Linked DNA regions of Mus musculus: region 1 is linked to region 2. Evidence: chromatin contacts called from public HiChIP or PLAC-seq data. All regions are on one chromosome and are shown on one strand. The core of a region is the stretch at or near the end of the contact, and the rest is flanking DNA. Distances in the headings are between cores, read along the strand shown.

What was found. HiChIP or PLAC-seq counts read pairs in DNA pulled down with a chosen protein or histone mark.
Region 1: an H3K4me3 HiChIP or PLAC-seq map of bone marrow-derived macrophages shows a contact between it and region 2, with 6 times the contacts expected there. The contact joins two enhancer-like sites. A contact is called at or near these places in 1 of 15 datasets of contacts at CTCF or cohesin (the NIH/3T3 cell line), 1 of 484 Hi-C or Micro-C datasets (cumulus cells) and 4 of 115 datasets of contacts at active chromatin or transcription factors (bone marrow-derived macrophages, embryonic stem cells, epiblast stem cells and 1 more).

The regions. Positions count from the first base shown.
Region 1 is chr8:10,791,990-10,797,411 of GRCm38.p6, forward strand. No RefSeq gene overlaps it. Among named protein-coding and RNA genes, the nearest start is that of Gm32485, 23 kb to the right of the region's middle. Within about 2 kb of position 2,467, at least 41 of the 459 cell types and tissues checked have an H3K27ac peak or open chromatin away from gene starts, as enhancers often do. A contact at or near this core is called in bone marrow-derived macrophages, where this site is marked.
Region 2 is chr8:10,662,481-10,667,805 of GRCm38.p6, forward strand. No RefSeq gene overlaps it. Among named protein-coding and RNA genes, the nearest start is that of Gm32330, 8.2 kb to the right of the region's middle. Within about 2 kb of position 1,506, at least 87 of the 459 cell types and tissues checked have an H3K27ac peak or open chromatin away from gene starts, as enhancers often do. A contact at or near this core is called in bone marrow-derived macrophages, where this site is marked.

The sequences.
Region 1 (5,422 bases), core at 1,217-3,716, 130 kb after region 2:
CACAAACCACAAAATGATTCTCAGTGGACCCCACATCTGCTGGTGGCTCCCCAGCAGGCAGAACGAAGAGCGACATGTGCCTGCTAGCCTGTCAGGATTCTTCCTAACAGCAGGCCGAACTCATGAAGACAGCTCCTTTTGTAATATCACTTTCTATTTAGCATACCCTTTCCAAGCTTGTAAGAAACACTTTTTAAAAAATCTTTCTTTTAAAATGAACTTTTGCTTTCTAGTTCTCAGCTCATTTTTCTTTTGATACATGATGGCTTTTAATAAGTCTTTCCCTGTCCCCTTTCACTACATGAAAGCTTCTTTAAGTAGCCAGTTGGGGATGAGCCATAGTCCAGCTCATTCTAACTCAGTTATTGAACAGCCCAAGTTCCAAGATGCTACTCCTAGGGCACAATGTATCAGACAAGGGATGGGAACATAATACGTGTACCAAGGGGACACTCTTTGTCTATCAGTGGGTCACCAGTGTGAATGACCTCCTAGATCTGATCCTATTCTTTGCATGACACTCCATGAAGCTCTTTAAAAGAACATGCTCTTCAGGAGGACATGCAAATGATGCATGGGTTTGAGATGGATTTTCTGTGCATTCAACATGATTATCTAAGTGGTCTACAGCAATGAATTTTAAACACATTCTGTCTGCAGACATCAATAGATAAGTTTCAGTCTGGTGAGAACGGGGGGAGGCACAGTGAGAGGGAACATTATGGCCACCACACATGCCTCTCTTTCTGTCTGGACTCAGGGTGGAAGTCAACATGACAGTCACAGGGTTGCACAGGTAGCTCCGAGGGTAAAAGCACTCATTGAATAAGCTGGAGAAGCTGAGTTTGAATGCCCAGCACCAGCATAAAGGTAGGCATAGATTCATGTGTTACACCTCCAGCAATGGGAGGTAGAGATAAGAGGATCCTGGAAGTTCTCTGACTGCCCAGTTTCTGGTTCAGTGAGAGACTGTTTCAAGACACAAACGCAGAGAGAATGGAGGAAGACATCCAATGCTTTCCTCTGGCTCCACATGTATACATGCATACCTGCACACTCATGTGCATGTACCACACACACTCATATGCATGCACACTCACATGAATGTGTCACACACTCATATGCATGCACCATGCACACTCACATGCATGTACCACACACAATCACATGTATGCAACATGCACATATGCATGTACTATATACACTCACACACATGCACCACATGCACTCACATGCATGTACCATGTATACCTGCGTATAGCACATATACTCACATGCATGTACCACATACACTTACATGCATACACCATACACACTAACATGCATACACCACTCATATGTATGCACCATGCATACTCACATGTATGCATCACACACTCACATGCATGTACCATGCACACTCGCATGCATGTACCATGTATACATGTGTGTACCACACATACTCACATGCATGTACCACACACTCATATGCATGTACCAAATACACTTACATGCATATACCATACACACTAACATGCATATACCATACACACTAACATGCATATACCACACACATGCATGCACAATGCATACTCACATGCATGTACCATGCACATTCAAATACTCACTCATCCCAAAACAGAGGAAGAAACAAAAGAAGGAAAATGTGGCTGCCACAGACTGGCATCTTAAATCACAAATTTTCTTTTATTTTTTTCTTGTAAGTGTTTGTGCCTTCCTGAACTCTATACATCCAGCCTGTAAAGATGGATGCATCTAAAGAATATTGATGGTTTCCAGGGTGCACTCTGGGCAAGTGCTCCCTCTGTCCAGGCCATTGGACAGCAACCCTCACTCTACAGTGAGCAGACTGAAGCTGTTGCTCAGAGTTATTCTTTAAAGCCAGATGAGGATGGGGTAAGTGTGTGTGTGTGTGTGTGTGTGTGTGTGTGTGCGCGCGCGTGCGCGCGCTTCAGTCAGTAAAGTACATGCTATATAAGAATGAGGCCCTGAGCTCAGATTCCCAGTATCCATGTAAAAATGCTGCATACAATGAGCATACAGTCCATGCTTTGGGGAGGTAGAAACAGGAAGATCCCAAGATCAGCAAGTCAGCCTCATTAGTAAGGGAACTTAATTCAAAGATGAAGATGGAGAATAGTTGAGGAAGAAACCTGATATCAACCTCTGGCCTCCATACACGCACATATGCACACCTAAATGCACAAACATACACACACACATGTGCACGTACACACACATGCACACCTAAGTGCACACACACACACACACACACATACACACACCAGATGGGGAGTCAGGACCTAGACAGCAAAAAAAAATCTAACTGCACTCTTGCCCTGTGCATCACACACTCAAGTCTTTGCAGCAGGACTTCATCCTTTCAGACAAAATGGAACCTTCCTGAGCAGATCTCCCCGCTAATGGCGCTGACAGGCAGAGGCTGTCAGGCCACATTCCTACAGCTGTGGTGCATCGCTCCTTTCCAGAAACCTCACAATGCGCCTCATTTGTATTCTTCCTCTTTCTCAGGGAATGAAGTGGATTTCAATTTCTTTTCATTTATTTGAACTAAAGATTAGGTCTCTCGTTTGTTTTATTGCTTTCATTCTGAAGAGAAAGAGCGATGAATGCATCCATGAAATATTTCAGGGAAGAATAGAGCCGGGAATTCTCCATTAGCCCCATGCGGCCATTGTGTTTCCCCCTCTCAGCCGCAGGATTAAAGTTTGCTTCTATGGACATGAATGCTGCCATTTCCTTCTGAGAAATCACCCTTCTGTGTGTTTTTGTTCTGCTTTTTCAGTTCGGCTGACCTTGGATGCTGGGTGACTACACTTAGTAGAGTTACAAAATGCAAAATAAAAATAAAAAGACCATTCTGAAAGGGAAGTCTGGTTTTGGTGGCTGTTTTTTTTTTTTTTTTTTGAATATTCAAAACTATTCTGAGTCCTGTATGCATTGCAGACACATCCAACTCAGACCACTCTGAGTCTTACTGCTAAAAAAAAAAAAAAAAAATGTCCTTTGGGGAGCAGAGAGATGGCTCAGAGGATAAAGCCACTTGCCACCAAGCCTAATGACCTGAGTTTGCTCCCCAGAATTCACATGGTAGAAAGCACAAACTGACTCCTGCAGATTGTCTTCTGTCTGCCACCTGTGTGCCTTGGGGTGCAACAGCCCTTGGAATAAAATAAATAAATCTAATAAGATGTTTGAACAGCTCTTGAAATTCTATTTTCCTGTGTATTTATGTGTATATACTTACATACATATATACACACATACATGTGCACGTTCATGTTGGTGCACATGCATACAGGTGCAAATGCATATGTGTACAAATGGACATAGATGGTAGAGGTTGGCCATGAACAAATTTGGTGGAAATTCCTGACTCTTCCTGTGGGAACAGGCTGCTCAGAATGGCATGAATGTCTATTTGATGTTCTATTTTCATAGCCTTATGTGTCCCAGTATCTGTATTATTTTCATTCCTCTCAGCCCTTTTTGGAAGAATTTTAACAATGCACACAACTGAAAAAGAGTCAAAGATATCTTGAAACCAAAGATGTTTCCAGAAAATGTTCCCATGTTTAAAGTACAGTTCAAAATGGCTTGCTGTGGTCAGTGCTCAGTATCCCTTGAAGGAAGAAAGAAGACATTTTAACATGAGTTTCAAGTCACAATCTAAACTGAGACAAGTACCTTTTGGTAATTTTGGATCTACAACTTCTATCATGTCTAACATCTAAATGTCTCACTAAAATGGAATACCACCATCACCACTGTGTCTTCAGAGGCTCACATAGTATCATACTGAATGCAACAGTCACCACTGAGACTAGCTTGTTTCCCACATGTTGCCTCCAAACCACACAGCTAAGGTTACTATCAATTCCCTGAATGGCAAGACCAGGGAAGGAGCAGACCAGTAGTCCCAGAGGATGCCTCATTGGGGAAGTCAGCCACTCTCTTATAGTCCAAGAGATGAGGCAGTGCTCCATGATAAAAACCCAACAGACACTAAAAGATAAGTTCATGCTCAATAGAGTCAGGACAGTGCAAATGGTGTGTGTGTGTGTGTGTGTGTGTGTGTGTGTGTGTGTGTTAGAGAGTTGTCTCTAACATAAAAAGGACAACCAGAAACAGAACAGTCCTTGATGATATCCTGCTGTGACCAGTGCCCATATTTAAGGACACAGGTTCCAGAAGACCAATAGACAGAGAACTGTGCGATTTAGAACTGGAGACCTTTTAGAACCTCCTTGTGGTTCTTGAACCTCTAGATGTTAGAGACATATGATTTATTTCAAGCTCAAAAATACCCTTCAATGTGTCTAGAGATAGGATTTGACTCAGGCTAGGAAAGAACTGAGGGACACAAGTTAGCAGGGTATGATGCCCTATATGCCATAGAGCACAGTGCTCAGCAGCCTTCTAAGCAACAAGAAGAAAGTTGGGTTTTGATGGCTTTTTTTTAATATTCAAAAATATTTTGAGTCATGTATGCATTGCCTTCTTAGCCAAGACGTGGCATCCTGTGCTGGTTAAGATTCTAACTCATTTTACAGATGAACCCCTGAGCCATAGACAAAAGCCAGATGTGAGGTTTGTAAACTTAAGGAAGAAACACTGAAACAGTGGGGAGATTCCTGGAAGTGTGAGCAGGCTTTCTAAGCTGTCCACCATTGCTTACTTCATATGTCTAAATAAAACCCAAGGCTTGGAAAGGAACAGGCCCAAGGGACATCAGGAGATCCAGGACTATGATTTCTGCACCAGGTGAGATCTCTTTACCTGCTCCTTGATGCTTTTTTCCCCCTGTGGAAAGTCCTACTGTGGCTGAGTGGGTTTGCTTTTAAAATTAATTCATTAGTTCATTAAAACATCATTTTGGTGATAATGGATTGAGATGTTCTTAATAGACATCATTTCTGGTGTGTGGTGTTGCAGTAAAGTAGGAGCAGTGAGCATCTCTGAGCCTGATGAATTTGGCTGAGAATCAACGGGGGGGGGGGGGGGGGGAGAAGAAGGAAGGAAGGAAGAGAGACAGGAAGGAAGGAAGGAAGGGAGAGAGGGAGGGAGGGAGGAAGGAAGGAAGGAAGGAAGGAAGGAAGGAAGGAAGGAAGGAAGGGAGAGAGGGAGGGAGGAAGGAAGGAAGGAAGGAAGGAAAGAAAGGAAATAAAGAAAGAAAGAAAGAAAGAAAGAAAGAAAGGAAGGAAGGAAGGAAGGAAGGAAGGAAATAAGAAAGAAAGAAAGAAAGAAAGAAAGAAAGAAAGAAAGAAAGAAAGAAAGAAAGAAGGAAGGAAAGAAGGGAAGAAGGAAAGAAGGGAGGGAGGAAGGAAGGAAAAAGAAGGAAGGAAGGAAGAGAGAAAGGAAGGAAGGAAGGAAGGCAGGCAGGCAGGCAGGTGTAAAACAG
Region 2 (5,325 bases), core at 256-2,755:
ACACTCCTAGTCCTGATCCCAGGAGTCACATCTGGGGGCTCAGAACCTTAGACAGGAGACAGAAACAGACAGAAATCAGAGAGTGGTAGAGAATAAAATCGCTCCTACCCAAGTGTTACCTCCAGGTGTTCAAGCATTCTTTGTAAATTTCTATTCCAAGCATCTGTTGATCTGAGCCCCCCTTCAGGTGGCTGGAAACAATTTCTTTCAAACAGTAATTATTCAGGAAGTAATCATGGACATCCTGGGTTCCTATCCCTCTTCCAGAGTTTTCTTTAGCCGTAAGACTCTTCTCATTCAACATTTACTGATTTTGATATCAACCTCTCCTCGTCTCGAATCTAATTAACTGCATAGAAATCTACTTAATACAATCTGCCTTCCGATCGGTCCTGCTTTCTGTTGCCAGTGCTGCTGGACATAGCCATGCCCCAAAGGGCAAGGCAGAAGGCTTTTTCCATCCTCAATGAAATTGGCCCAAGGCTTTTCTGTAAGTGGGCTGATGAGTGAGATCTGCTGTGTTTGATAACAACCAGAGAGACAGTTCACTGTTGACGGACTGCCCTGTCAAACAGGGGCCTGAGCCATTCTGCTGCCTGACTGGGAAACTGGGGGATGTGAGTTCCCTGTCTCTACAGAGAGTCCAAAGATGCCACCTGTGAATCTGAATATCAAGCTGTAGGCATTCTGCCTCCCCTCAACCAAGAGGCCATAGGGTGCCTCTCAGCTTATGGGAGGAGTAGGGAGTTAAAACAGGCCCCTTCTCCAGAACACAGAGAGAACAAGCTGCCATCCTCTCTCCCAGCAAGCTTCTGGCTGGGGCAGGCCTGACACTTGGGTGTCTGTTTGGAAGAAGGCACCTAGGAAGTCACCACCAAGCAAGAAAGCCCTGTCTAGTTGAGTCCTTATCAAGATGCTTCCAGACCTCCAGTCAAGACAACTAACCAATATGGGAGGTCAAAAGCAAAGGAATCCAATCTGGCGAGTCCCATTTGTTTTACTGAACTTTATCTGGAGACAAATTATGAAGAAGCCAGTCTGAGCTCTTAGTGCCTTGATCTTGTCTTAATTATGATGAAGAAACAGACAGGTGCTTTACCAACTCTTCATCTCACCAGAGACCTACTCTTTGAGGGAGCTGGGTAGACTTCATCAGGATATACACTAAGCACGCCCTCCTTCCCAGCAACTGACACCTTCCACAGAGCCAGGGCTCTCTGTGGCAGGCACTAAGCATCAGCAGCCTGCTGATAATTCTCTGACAACTTCATCAGCCTCCTGGAATACAAACAGCCATAGAAATATTGACCAGTTGGATTCTCCGGCCTTCAGAGTGTGAGCTCTATGGTTGTATCCAGACACTTCTGTTCCTACAACTGAAGTAGAGATGACAGTCTCAGCACACAGCAGACATCAAGCAACAGCAAGAAGATGACACCATTTGGTGAGGTTCCTCTAGCTGTGCAGCCTCGTGGTATGAAACATAACCCTTGGCTTCCCCATTTATAACACAAGCTGGCCTTCGAGAAAGCTTAGTTCCTCAGAGTCTCTTCCATGTAAAAGAGCACTAAGGGGTTTTGTTCCTGTTTTTCTTTCAAACGTCAGAAAAGCAGACTCTGGAGTAGAGACTGAAACCTTGGGGCGTGTTCTTGAGTTTGAAATAGTAAACAAATTAAAGAATTGTTTTCAACAACCCTGTACTTCTCAGGTTGCCATGGGAACAGGGGTCAGCCTGTGGGGACTGGAGGAGTCTTTCAGAAGGGATAGACCACCTGTGGTGAAGCTAACCTTTGAAGAAAGCCGGTTTGCTCCCTGCATAAAGCCTGAAGACTACCCTGAGAGAAATCCTACTCGCCTCTGGTCTGTTCCCTAGAAGTGACATACAGCCATCATTCAAATTAATGTCTGTGCAACTATGTTTGAAATGATCAGCTGGTTGGCCGAAAAGGAGCAGCTGGTTGGGGTTTCTTCTAGCTACCAATGGCAGACAGCCTCGGCAGACTTTAAGCAGTTTTAGCAGTTAGTAATTGTTTGTACTGATTACCACATTCAGGATTCGATTCACCTATAAGGGTGTGTGACCTGCCACATTTATGATTATGGGGAGAGGACTAAATCATTAGCTTTGATAGTTCTCAGAGCTGTTTATTGTGTCTCTGGAAGGCTAAATGAATGAATGTGTCAGTGTGATGCTGGTATTGGTTGCAACTTCCCAAACATAAAGTATGCCCATTTCTTGGATCACTAACTCAAATACACTAATGCTACCACTACAGATAAACAAACAAACAAACACAGAAGTCATTCCTTGCTTTGGATTGAGATAAATACTTCTTAGAGAATTCCCTTATGTTTATGTAGCTTTCTATATTTGAATGAGACAGAGCAAAGATCTGAACAATAATATTCATGTTTACAGCTAGCCTTCTTGGATCAGTGCCCAAGTGAGGTGGCTAATAGGATCAGCTCTGCGGCCTACTGTACCTCCATGCCCTCCCTGGGGAAGCTGCACCCTGGCACCACACTGGGATCTGGAATCCAAAGAATGTGTTTGCATTTATCCCACAACTCTCCTTTACTCAGGGGTCCACCCCTGGGATTCCATTCTGGTGACTTTCAAACGTGTAATTACTCATTAGTCCGTTCCCACAGTCATGGGGAGGACTTGTTTACTGTTCAGAGAGGGTGGGGAACGGAGTCTGGGAGTCTGCGTCAGTTGAATATCATGAATAAACACACATCTGCCGTGACCACAGCGTTCCTGAGCACTGGAGATTTAGGAATCAAAGTCTATGTCTTCGTTCTTCAGCTCTGGCACTCTCGGAAATTTGCCTGTAGACCGTCCAATAGCAGCCCCTGGTCCCGCCTGCGTCTAAGGCTCCTGTCAATAAATGATGAGCTGGGTTTGTGCAGCTTGCACTTCTATGTTTCTTGAGAGACCTGGTTCTGGTTAACACAGCCCTGTACTTTGGCCACACAGAGTTCTGGTGTCTCCTCAGGAGGTGAGAAAAGATGTGCCTCCCCGTGTCACAGCTCTCCAATACAACAGAAAGAGGCTCAAATCACATGCACAGAGCACTGGGCAGTGGGGAATCTCATCTGCAATCACCACAGGGCACAGTGAGTCCCCAAACCTCACACAAGCATACTTAGTTGCTGAGAATCACCCACCGGTGGTGTATTCACTTGGTCTGGCCTTGAAATATTTAGGCCATGAAGATAGTCTATGGATTGTGTAAATGACATTTTTTTTTGTTTTTGAGACACAAGTGCACGCAGAGTTGCCAAGCCAGTCAGTAGAGTATTATCTATAAAACAAACACGCCAGAACACCTTTCCTCAAGTCCCCCTTTTACCTCCAGGCCTCAAGCACCAAATTGGAGTTCACAGTGTTACAATAAGGTCTCCCTGCAAGTACAGATCCAATGCCAAGAGGATGGAGGGAGTTGTCTAGGGAACAGAGTAGGAGGACTGGGCTTAGTGACTAAGAGTTGTATTCTGGCTGAGATGCTAATGTTCCGGTGACCTCAGCCAAGTCCTGTAAATTGTTACTATCTGCAAAGTGGAGATAATCGACAGCCCTGCCCATCCTGCAGGAAGGCCGGCAGAGACTAATTAGAGAGCTCATTTGAGATTCAAAGTACTTTGTGGCCCACAAGGAAAGTGTTGGAAGAACAAAGGAAAAAGCTTGCGCTCTGCTCCTGCAGTCTGGGGACCACACCAAAGACTCTCCCAGGAATTCATCTGTTGGAGCACCAGTGTTTGTTAATTAACTGGTATTAGGAAGTCATTGTGGCTACCAGGGGTTAATGGAAAGACTGAACTTGCTGAGATGGGTCTATAGAGGTGTAAATCGAGGCTTCCTTTGCTGAAGGAGAGGAAGGGGTCCCTAAGCTAAGCATCAGGCTGCCTGGAGTTAGACATCCAGTCTTGCAACTATCTTCTAGAAATTCCAAGCAGGTTGCATGCAATATAGACATGTTTCATTTCAATGTAATAAAAACAAAAAGAAAACAGAGCTATTATTATTTTTACTATATCTAAAACAAAATTATTTTAAGAAATAAAGAGAACAAATTCATTGAGATGCCCTCAGTAATTCTTTTGTAATTTTGGAGAAGAGTTTTATCCATGTAGGAAATGGTATGGGAGCCTGTACACAGAGGTACACATGCATATATGTGTGTACGTACACACACACACACACACACACACACACACACACACCAGCCAAATCAGTTGTCTAGCAAGAAACCAGCATGATATTCAGGGACCCTTCCAGAAGAGTTTGGAGACCACCAAAGATGAAGTGAATGGTAACTTCAGAGTGAATGAAATTGATCCCCAGAGTTTCCAAAGCATGGCTCTGTGTTGCAGGAGGAGCCCGGGGAGCAGATGGGACATTATGAGAGCCAGTGAGATGCCTGTTTTTTCATTGACACTGCCTTTTGGCAGTACAGTCCATGGAAGCCATAGGACAGAGAGAAAGGGGTGTTACTGAAGATCCAAGGACCTTGCTCCCCGACCTGTGTGCTTCCTTTCTCTCCCGAGTGGGTACCCAGATGTGTGCATAAGCAGGTGCATGAAGTCTAGATGTCTCTAGACAACCCAAGCATTCTGGTTGGATACTGCTCTACAGAGGCAAAGCATGAAACACCGCAACGGGGTTCAGAACATGTCATCCTGAAACAGATTCTTTGAACATGAAGAAATCAAGAGACAGGGAAAGTGCCTTGGTCTCCAATGTTAATCCTGGAAGCACAGAAGAAAAAGAATAAGATAATGGAGGCTCAGGAAACTCAGAGCTAGAATGCTGTCGTTGGCCAACATGGGGGTTTTACTACACTTGGTCAGTCTTGGATTCTGGGGCCTGGATTGTTGATGGAGGCTGGCAGGAGAACCCTCCTTACGAGAACATCCTTAAGGGAGATAAAGCCATCCTTCCCTTCCCTAAGCTTCCCAGATCTTTGAAGGTCTCAGAGAGCATACTAGGTAGATTCCTAAGCAATGTCTAACAGACAAAAGTCATAGGAAACATGTTGCCCCCTGGCCTCTTCCAACATAAGGGGACCACAGAAACTAGGTGCTTTCAGCAGTGCTGCTCCAAAATTGGGATTGAGAGGAGTGAGTGTGCATGGCACATGGGAATTCATTGCCACTGCACATAACATCCTCTGCACATAATGTTTACTGCACATAACGTCCACCACACATAATGCATACTACGCATAAAGTCTCCTCGAAGCCCAGGCCACTGGTTCTGCCCTCACTCCTGAGCTTTCCTGACACCCTCCTGTGGGGAGCCGCCCTCACATTCGCCGTTAC